Regions from separate parts of the Hordeum vulgare genome. Here all the other regions are linked to region 1. A link is a contact called in public Hi-C data. All regions are on one chromosome and are shown on one strand. The core of a region is the stretch at or near the end of the contact, and the rest is flanking DNA. Distances in the headings are between cores, read along the strand shown.

Region 1 (2,710 bases), core at 192-2,691:
GACACCATGAACCGAGAGCCGGAGGCACCGTCGTAACCGGCCGACTCCCAGGTAGTGGAGGATGCGCCCGCACGCCTTGGCGGTCAAGGGTGGCACCTCCTCCCTTATCTGTTGCGGTGGGGTCGAGGTGTCGAGGATGGCACGTCGATCCGCGCATAGCAGTTGTGCGGCATGAGCGATGCCAGCTCTGGCTTCACCCGACAGAGGCGCTGGGGACGCAGGCTCCTGCTTCATGCGACGTACTGTGTGGAGGCCGCGGTTGCACGGCGGGAATGTTGGCTCGTCCTTCACTTGCACGAGCAGGGACGTCGGCTCGTGCTTGACGCGGACCCGCGAAGGGAAGGGTGGCTCCTCCTTCATGCGCGCCGATGATGGTGGCGCTGGTCCCATTTGACGTAGAGAACGCTTCACCCTGATCTTCATATGATGGACGAATTATTCGTCTATCACAACCGTCTCCAACAGAAGACGTGGCCGCTAGTGCGGCTCCTCCTCCTCGTCGTCGAAGGAGATGACTATCTCTTTCTTGCTGGAGGAGCCTCGCCGTGGATGCCGATGGCCTCGATGAGCGAGGGCAGCGGCACCATGATCCGCCAGACGACGAGCTCCCACCTGTGCCGCTTGTCGACGTGAAGAAGTAGGACCTCGACATTGTCGCTGGCTGGGCTCGGAATGGATGTTGAGGTCGAAGAGAAGGAAAAACTCGACGAGGGAGAGGAGGACGATGTAGTGCTTTGGACAGCGCTGGAGTGCGGTTTAAATAGTCGTGGCCAGGCTAGGCGATGGGGTGGTCAATCGGCTTCAATGTGGCGCAACTGTCGGAGTTGGTTTCTCGGGACATGGTGTCCGCATTGAAGCGGCGACATCCGAGAGGTCACGTCCGTCTACACCGCCTACCCGTCCAGTTAAATCGCGGCTTCAATGACAGCCACTGCATGCTCTGGGCCGGCATGAATGCAGCATGGCAAATGGCACGACGCGTGGAATGGAAGCTACGGGAAGGACGGGTGGGGTTTTTCGATGGTCAAGTGCGATCAGAATCGGGCCTGAACTCCCGTAAAATCATTCTATATTTGTCTTCGATTTATGAGAGAAATCGTGTCCAAACCGTTCCCCCGACCGTTATAGTACCACGTTGGATGACTACCATCGTTCAAGACTGTCCGGACGGATACGGGTGTGTTGTGGGTTGGTGTTTGAGATGGCCTTCTTAATAAGTATAGTTGTGTGTTTGCACTGCTGATTTTAGTTAATACAAGATCTGATGTTTTTCAAGAGAAAAAAGTCAGGTAATGCGTATCGTGGTGACATACAGCGACCTGACCAGAAGAGAGGCACTTTTTTTCCATTCTAATTTCTACAGCGTTAGCCTGGTTTTGGACTTCGGACTTGAGTACGTATTCAATGCATGTAAAGAACAGTGCAACCACAAAGGAGGACCAGTGCAAATGAGCTGTCACTATCTCACCAACCCCGGTGTTGACGATTTTTCCTCATGGACCAACATATATGTACGTGTTTTTCAGCCATCAATTTTATTTTTATTTATAATATGAACTTGAATCTACAGATTCGTCAAAAATACAAAGCACCTTAAATATAATAAAAATTACATCAACGTCTTTGAATCATCTAACTATCATGGCCGCGGTATGAATGAACCACTGATGTGTCATTGTCGTTGAACCATCTCTGAGCCGCCGTTGAATATTTTGATGTCAGATCTCCATACTGTTTATTTCTATCACTAATTGTTTCCATAGAATCAGGCTATAATGTTTTTCATAAGAGGTACAATCATATGGTTGACGACAAGTATCTTTTACTTGCATTAGGCAATTGCGCGCAGTTGCAACAGGGTATACATCTTCAAATATGTTATAACACTAGGATTTCTAGTTTTAAAGACCTCATGTTTAATTGAGGTCTTCAATTAGACTTGGGGCATCTGATTTTGACGGGGTTAACAATTTCTCAAAGCTCTCTCATTTAATTCTTCTATACTATCTACCGAACATTCAAATATTAAGGCCTCACAATTAATTAAACCATTCAATTTAGAATTGGATAATCCAATTTTGATCTGATCAACAATTTCTCAAGCTCCCCGTTTAATTCTTTTAATTCACTATATTCCCTTATTTCAAAAGGTTCTTTCATTCTATTTAGGAATTTAATTTTTGATTTGATTTACAATTTTGATGGGATCAATGTTTTTTAAGTCAATCGGCAAATAGAACACATCAATCCTGCGCACCCTCCATCACCTAGAAAAAAGTGTCGCCATGTAATATTGTAGCACCAATATACTACATGCAACCAAAGATAGAAAACAAATCTAAATAAATACAGGACAACACATAATTACACCATGAAAGGCCCACCTAGTCACCACATTATATAAATAAAAATAAAACACACTCTATCATCTCCCCAATTCGCCAAACTAAATATTTCATCGGTTCAAAAATATGAAGGGTATTAGTTTTTTGGAAAGTCAATTTTTTTAACTTTGACCAAGTGAAAGCAAAAATATGGACATCCACAATATTAAATAAAATAAGTATGGAAATTCATTTAATGATGAATCTTAAAATACCGGTTTGATATTATGAATTTTGTTATATCTTTTACAAATTTGATCAAATTTAAAATGTCTGATTTTCAAAAAATTAGTACACTTTATATTTAGAAACAGAATGACCATTTT
Region 2 (2,734 bases), core at 78-2,577, 580 kb before region 1:
TCCAAGACGGCGTCGGAGACCTGGTCGCACAGCTTGTCGGGATGGCCCTCGTTCACGGACTCTGATGTGAAGAGGAATGTCTCGGCCGCCATTTCTTTCGTGCTAGTGATGCTCTGCAAATAAAGGAAAATACGACAATTAGAATCAAACACATATAAGTCGTGCCACTCATGACTAATACTCCTTCTGTTCCTAAATATATGCATTTTAAGAGATTCCACTATGGACCACATACAGAGTATAATTCATAATTGAATCTCTTATATAAGAGATACTCCTCACACCTCACAAACACACCTACCCAAAAAAAAAAACACTAACTCACGCCTACCCCAAAAAAAAAACACTAACTCACGCCTCACAGCCTGGAAATAAGCAGCAAAAAACAACCCAAAACAAGAAAAATAACAAATAAGTCCCTGAGGGGGTTGATTGGTGAACCATCCTGCATCTGCCGCCATGGAGGAAAGAGCGGCGAGAGCTTCGGGCCGAAGACCCTGCCAGACACCAAGAAAGCACCCGCGGCGGGACACGTCGACTGGGGACTACCCCGTGCCCAACGAGCCTCAGATCCGAAGTCCCCGGTCGACCACGTCGTCGAGGAGAACACTGGAGCCGCCTGCCGACGACTAATCAACCCTGCGCCAGAACAGAAACCGCCACCGCCGTCGCCATCAGGAGCAACACCAGCCGGCGACTGCCAGTACACATCCACGGATCCACCCGGCCGCACAGGTGCCCAAGAGCCAAGAACCCTGCCGCGAGGACGACACAGCCGGAGGAACAAAAGATCCATGGCGAAGTCCACGACGCCCGGATCCGGATACACTACACCAAGCTCGCCGCCCCGACGAGGAGCCTCAGCAAACCTATTGGACGTGGCGCCGCCGGCTGGACAGCGCGACCCACACACCTACTCCTATCTACACACCGGCCCAGAGGACCGAGGGTTCCTCCCCCCTCCCATCGTCGCTGGAGCGGCAACCGGAGGAGAGAGGACCCCCGGCTTCGCCGGCGGCGAACGAGGAAGACGCGGTCACCCCCTTTCGCCAGACTAGTATACCATACTGTGCTACTGCCAACTCATAACTAACTAGCCATGTTCGCATCACGATAAAGATACAGTAATTAAGCGACCCACGTATAATTGATGAAGAAAAATGACGAATCAGACACGGGAAATCGAAACATGAACAGGAGGTGGGGCGGGGAAGCTAACCTTGTGCCGCTTCTATTGCTCCGGAGGCCAAGGAACCGAAGGGAAGAGGCGAAATGTATGCACGGCGTTGTACCAAGATCCCGGCTGCGCCTTTTATAGAGACGGGGCCGGGAGGTCGTGCGTGTAGCTGGTGAGGGCGTGGGACTGCACAACCTGTGCTGCAGCCGTTGGTGAAGCACTTCACCTCACCAAACCCCATTAGTTGGCGGTGGGTCAGTTCACCTACCACCCATTTTGTTTTCTTCTCAACTTGCAGTGAGCTGCATAATACTAATCTATACACCATGCGGGAGGCATCCTGTTCAAAAATAAATAAAAAATGCGGTAGGCATGGTTGTCAATTTTACGATGGTTTGCCGGAGGCATGGATAGCGCATCCGAGGGAATAAGATGGGATATTTTTTTTAGCAGACTACAATCGAAGTCGCTCACATACACGAGCGTACATCCATTTTTATGAACGCACGCACGTATACCTTACACCTATGAGCACCTCCGAGAGACTAAATCGGCACATCATCTTGAGATTGACGAAGTCGTCACTGACGTCTTTGTTGTCGACGAAAACGTCTCTTTCCACTGAAAGCACATCGACGAAAGACCTGAAATAAATCCAGAAAAATGCAAGCACCAACGTCAAGTCTGAGACTTAAACTCTGGTGGGCAGTGGATACCACAGTCCTCCTAACCATCCAACCACGGGTTGATTTGCTATACGGTGGGATACTGTTACGGTGTGTTTGGTTGCATGGGTAGCCTGAGTTGTGATAATCTTTTTGGACAAGTTTAGTTTTAAAGCACCGGTTTTATTAAAAAAGTCGATAACCATCGGACGTGTGATGGGAGTAATATTCGACTGTGCCTCTGAACACAGATTGGATCATGTCATCGTATGAATGCACAAGTGATGAAATTATGATGTTATCAGAAATTTTTCGTCTTTTCAGGTTTTTAAAATATTTTATCTTTTAAATAAAAAATTCGATTGAAAAACCGTTTCTACCATTAAACACCTCGCACGAGATCTTTAAAACTAGATCTCATATCGATATGTTTCGATGATATTTTTTTGTTAAAAGTGTCATGTCTATTTCACATAAATTACCATCATGGTTACAATGAAGTTGTCATGATATATTTTTAACTATTTTTTCTATGTTTAAAGTAAATTCTGACACATTATAGAAAAGGAAATTAAGAAATTAAACTTGCCATGATGAATTTCTTAAATTTACTATGATCCATGAAATAATTTTTACATGATTCATACGTAAGAAAGAAATCACACGTCAATCATTTTAAAAATGCATGATCGATGACATAAATTTATCATGAATCATAAACTAAAATTGACATGCCGAAGTACTTAAATTTGCCATGATATATGCACTAAAATTTGCGATGGTTCATACAAAAAATATTTTCCATGTTTAAACTACTAGAATTGTCATGACCAAAATACTAAAATTATCATGATTTATAAACACAATTTGTCATAATGAATTACTAAGAATT
Region 3 (2,700 bases), core at 11-2,510, 990 kb before region 1:
CAAGAGAAAAAATACCGACAACGACGGATCAACGAAAACGAAGAAGCTTCACGACCACTGCGCCCACCGAAGATTTCCCACCAAGCTCCAAGGATCCGAAGCACCGGTACCAATCAACACCTCCAAGAAGGACCGCGACGATGACGACGCTGCTGCCAAGGGTTTCCCCCGGTACTTGACGAGGCAAGAGGAAGGGTCGCCCCCGACGCCCTCCAGGAAGGTCCGGCGGCACCGACAAGCGTCGCCGCGTCGGTGTCGGCCAGGCCGACAGGGGTTTCCCCCAATTTCAACCTTCACCTCGGATGCTCCAGAGCCTGCCACCAAAGCGACCACCATCTTGCGCCACCGCGGTCATGAAGCCTCCACGTCGTCTCACCACGGCACCAGAAGTGAGGCCTGCACAGCGGGGAATAGGAACCGGGACTAGGGCCACAACACCGTCGGCACGCGGGAGGGTACAACCTCCACCGTCGACGACGGCAGCCGACCGGGCATAATAGCAGGAGCATACCAGGCCCGTGGGCCCACAGGCCCGGTCGGGCTCTCCACGCCCGTAAAGCTCCCGCCATCGCGCTGCAGCAGGCGCGCCTTCGGCGTCGCCGCCCCACGTCCGAGCTGCTCCTCCTCCTCACCACACAGACGACGATGAAGCCACGTCGGGAACCAGCCCGCCAGGATCCAGATGAGGCCCACAAGGCCTAGATCTGGGCCGGGGACGCGCCACCGGCCAACCTGCGTCACCACGCCGTCTAAGCGCCAAGGGGCAACACCACCACCTCACGCGTCGCCGGCCATTGCTGCCGGGTCGCCGGACCGTCGTCGAGCCGAGGAGCACCGCCGCCAACACCATCTGGCCAAGCGCCGGGGGCGGCCGTCGGCGGCGGCAGGAAGGGAAGGAGGAGAAGGGAGGCCGAAGAGGGGCGGAGCTCGCGCCGCCCCGGCCACCTCCCGGGGAGGCGGCCCGGGGCGGATCCGGGGGGGGGGGGGGGGAGGGGGCGGGGACGGCCGGCGGCGGCGGGAACCCTAAACAGTCCTCAATCCAGCTCTCGACAGAGGAGATCGGTGATCTGGGTGGTGGTGGGTACGCTCGGCTCCTTGCAGTGGTTGTAGGATCCTCACCGCCGTGATGTTCCAGCTGTCGATGTTGCTTCCTGCGGATTCTGCTTGGGACGCCGCTTGGCTGTACATACGGCCTGCGCCACTGCTGTTCTGGTCATCCGTCTCACGCCATCTGTCTGCTCGATCTGCTACTCTGCCCTGCGTGTGATCTGGTTTGTATTGCTTCCTCTCGTATTGGATTTGTTGTTTGCTGTCTTAGGCTGGGTTCAGTATGGTGTTTCTCCAGCAACGATATCATTGGATTGGGCTCTGGTTTTTGTATAGTTGCTGCTTCCGTGCTTCATTTTTTGTGGAGAGCGTCGTGCCCTGTGGAGGAGGAGAATGGCTGATTGCTGTGGACTGATGCTTCCCCTCAAGTTTAAATTACTGCTTCTCTTACCAACTTTGAGAGGACGAGATTGGATCGGTGCATCCATCGCTCACCCTGGTCGTTTGGGTACCCGAGCCCGAACCCGAACCGAACCGAATTACTAGAATTGTCGGGTAATTCAGGTATCAGGTAAGGGTTCGGTTCTTATTTCTTGACTATTCGGTTTTCGGGTTAGGGTTTGAGTTTTAATGTGAAAAACCTGAAATATCCATATTATCCAAATTATTCGTACTATCCAAAATTTTCATGCTATTATTATACTAACTTGTTACCCATACTAACTAAAATACTCATATTATCAAAAATACCCATACTATCCGAGTTATTCATATCAAAAGTTGATGTATGCTCATAATACTTTAGGTATTTTGGGTACCCGAATTACCCAAATCGAAATTTTAGGTAATTTGGGTTCGGGTATTTTTTTAACAGAAATAATTTTGGTTCCCATTTTCAAATACCCGAATTACCCATAAACCAAACTACCCGAATCAAAATAACCAAAATACCTGAATGCCCAGGCTGACCCACCGCATAGAGCTCAACGAAGTGCGTCAATCCAGCAATACATGGGACCGGCCAGCAACCAGCCACCATTGTCTTACCTGCTGTAAGCACACACTCAATTTTGTTTCAGATGGAATGCATTCAGCATACATGTTGGAAGATAACTGCTCCAAGGCACTCATTACTGAACAATCACGCCCACAATAAGGACATGGACAACTTCGTCACAGGGGTAATCAACTTCATCTTTACTAATATGAGCCACCTACATTACCGTGATCTCACCACTTGCTTGATCCAGTATACCGACAGTGACTCTCCAACCATATGGTCGTTAAACTGCATGGAATTCCTGTTTTCGGAATACTTGCCCAAATAATGTCTCCATTGTCAGCTCAGCCATAACTTTAGAATATGAGCTGCTACAATTCTCCTTCCCCTCACACCACATATCTTTACACAATGCAATAAAAGAGTGTATGACACTCTCATGCCTTGTTTTGAAATCGATTGAGTAAAAGATGGCACCTTGATGTGTGCACTTGCCATAGAGGTGCATTCAGTATTTACCTACAATTGATCGCATATACTAAATTAAAATGCAATGATCACATCACAGACTATAGTTTGTTTCTTAATATATGCACACTGTACACCCGCTTTCCCAAATAGTCTTTACCATATCACCATATATCCAACCTTAG

The links. Hi-C and Micro-C count contacts between places; a contact is called where the count stands out from the background.
Region 2: a contact with region 1 is called in a Hi-C map of leaf, with 5 times the contacts expected there. The contact joins the promoter of LOC123405946 here to the enhancer-like site in region 1. A contact is called at or near these places in 3 of 6 Hi-C or Micro-C datasets (leaf and seedling) and 1 of 1 datasets of contacts at active chromatin or transcription factors (embryo).
Region 3: a contact with region 1 is called in a Hi-C map of leaf, with 6 times the contacts expected there. The contact joins two enhancer-like sites. A contact is called at or near these places in 2 of 6 Hi-C or Micro-C datasets (leaf and seedling).

The regions. Positions count from the first base shown.
Region 1 is chr6H:416,642,757-416,645,466 of MorexV3_pseudomolecules_assembly, reverse strand. No RefSeq gene overlaps it. Among protein-coding and RNA genes, the nearest start is that of LOC123403688, 17 kb to the right of the region's middle. Within about 2 kb of position 1,441, at least 2 of the 3 cell types and tissues checked have open chromatin away from gene starts, as enhancers often do. A contact at or near this core is called in leaf, where this site is marked.
Region 2 is chr6H:417,221,185-417,223,918 of MorexV3_pseudomolecules_assembly, reverse strand. It overlaps LOC123405946 (S-adenosylmethionine synthase 3), which reads right to left and starts at 1,327. Exons shown (of 2, transcript XM_045099458.1): 1 at 1,220-1,327; 2 at 1-113. The coding sequence starts at 92.
Region 3 is chr6H:417,635,836-417,638,535 of MorexV3_pseudomolecules_assembly, reverse strand. No RefSeq gene overlaps it. Among protein-coding and RNA genes, the nearest start is that of LOC123406276, 72 kb to the right of the region's middle. Within about 2 kb of position 1,260, at least 3 of the 3 cell types and tissues checked have open chromatin away from gene starts, as enhancers often do. A contact at or near this core is called in leaf, where this site is marked.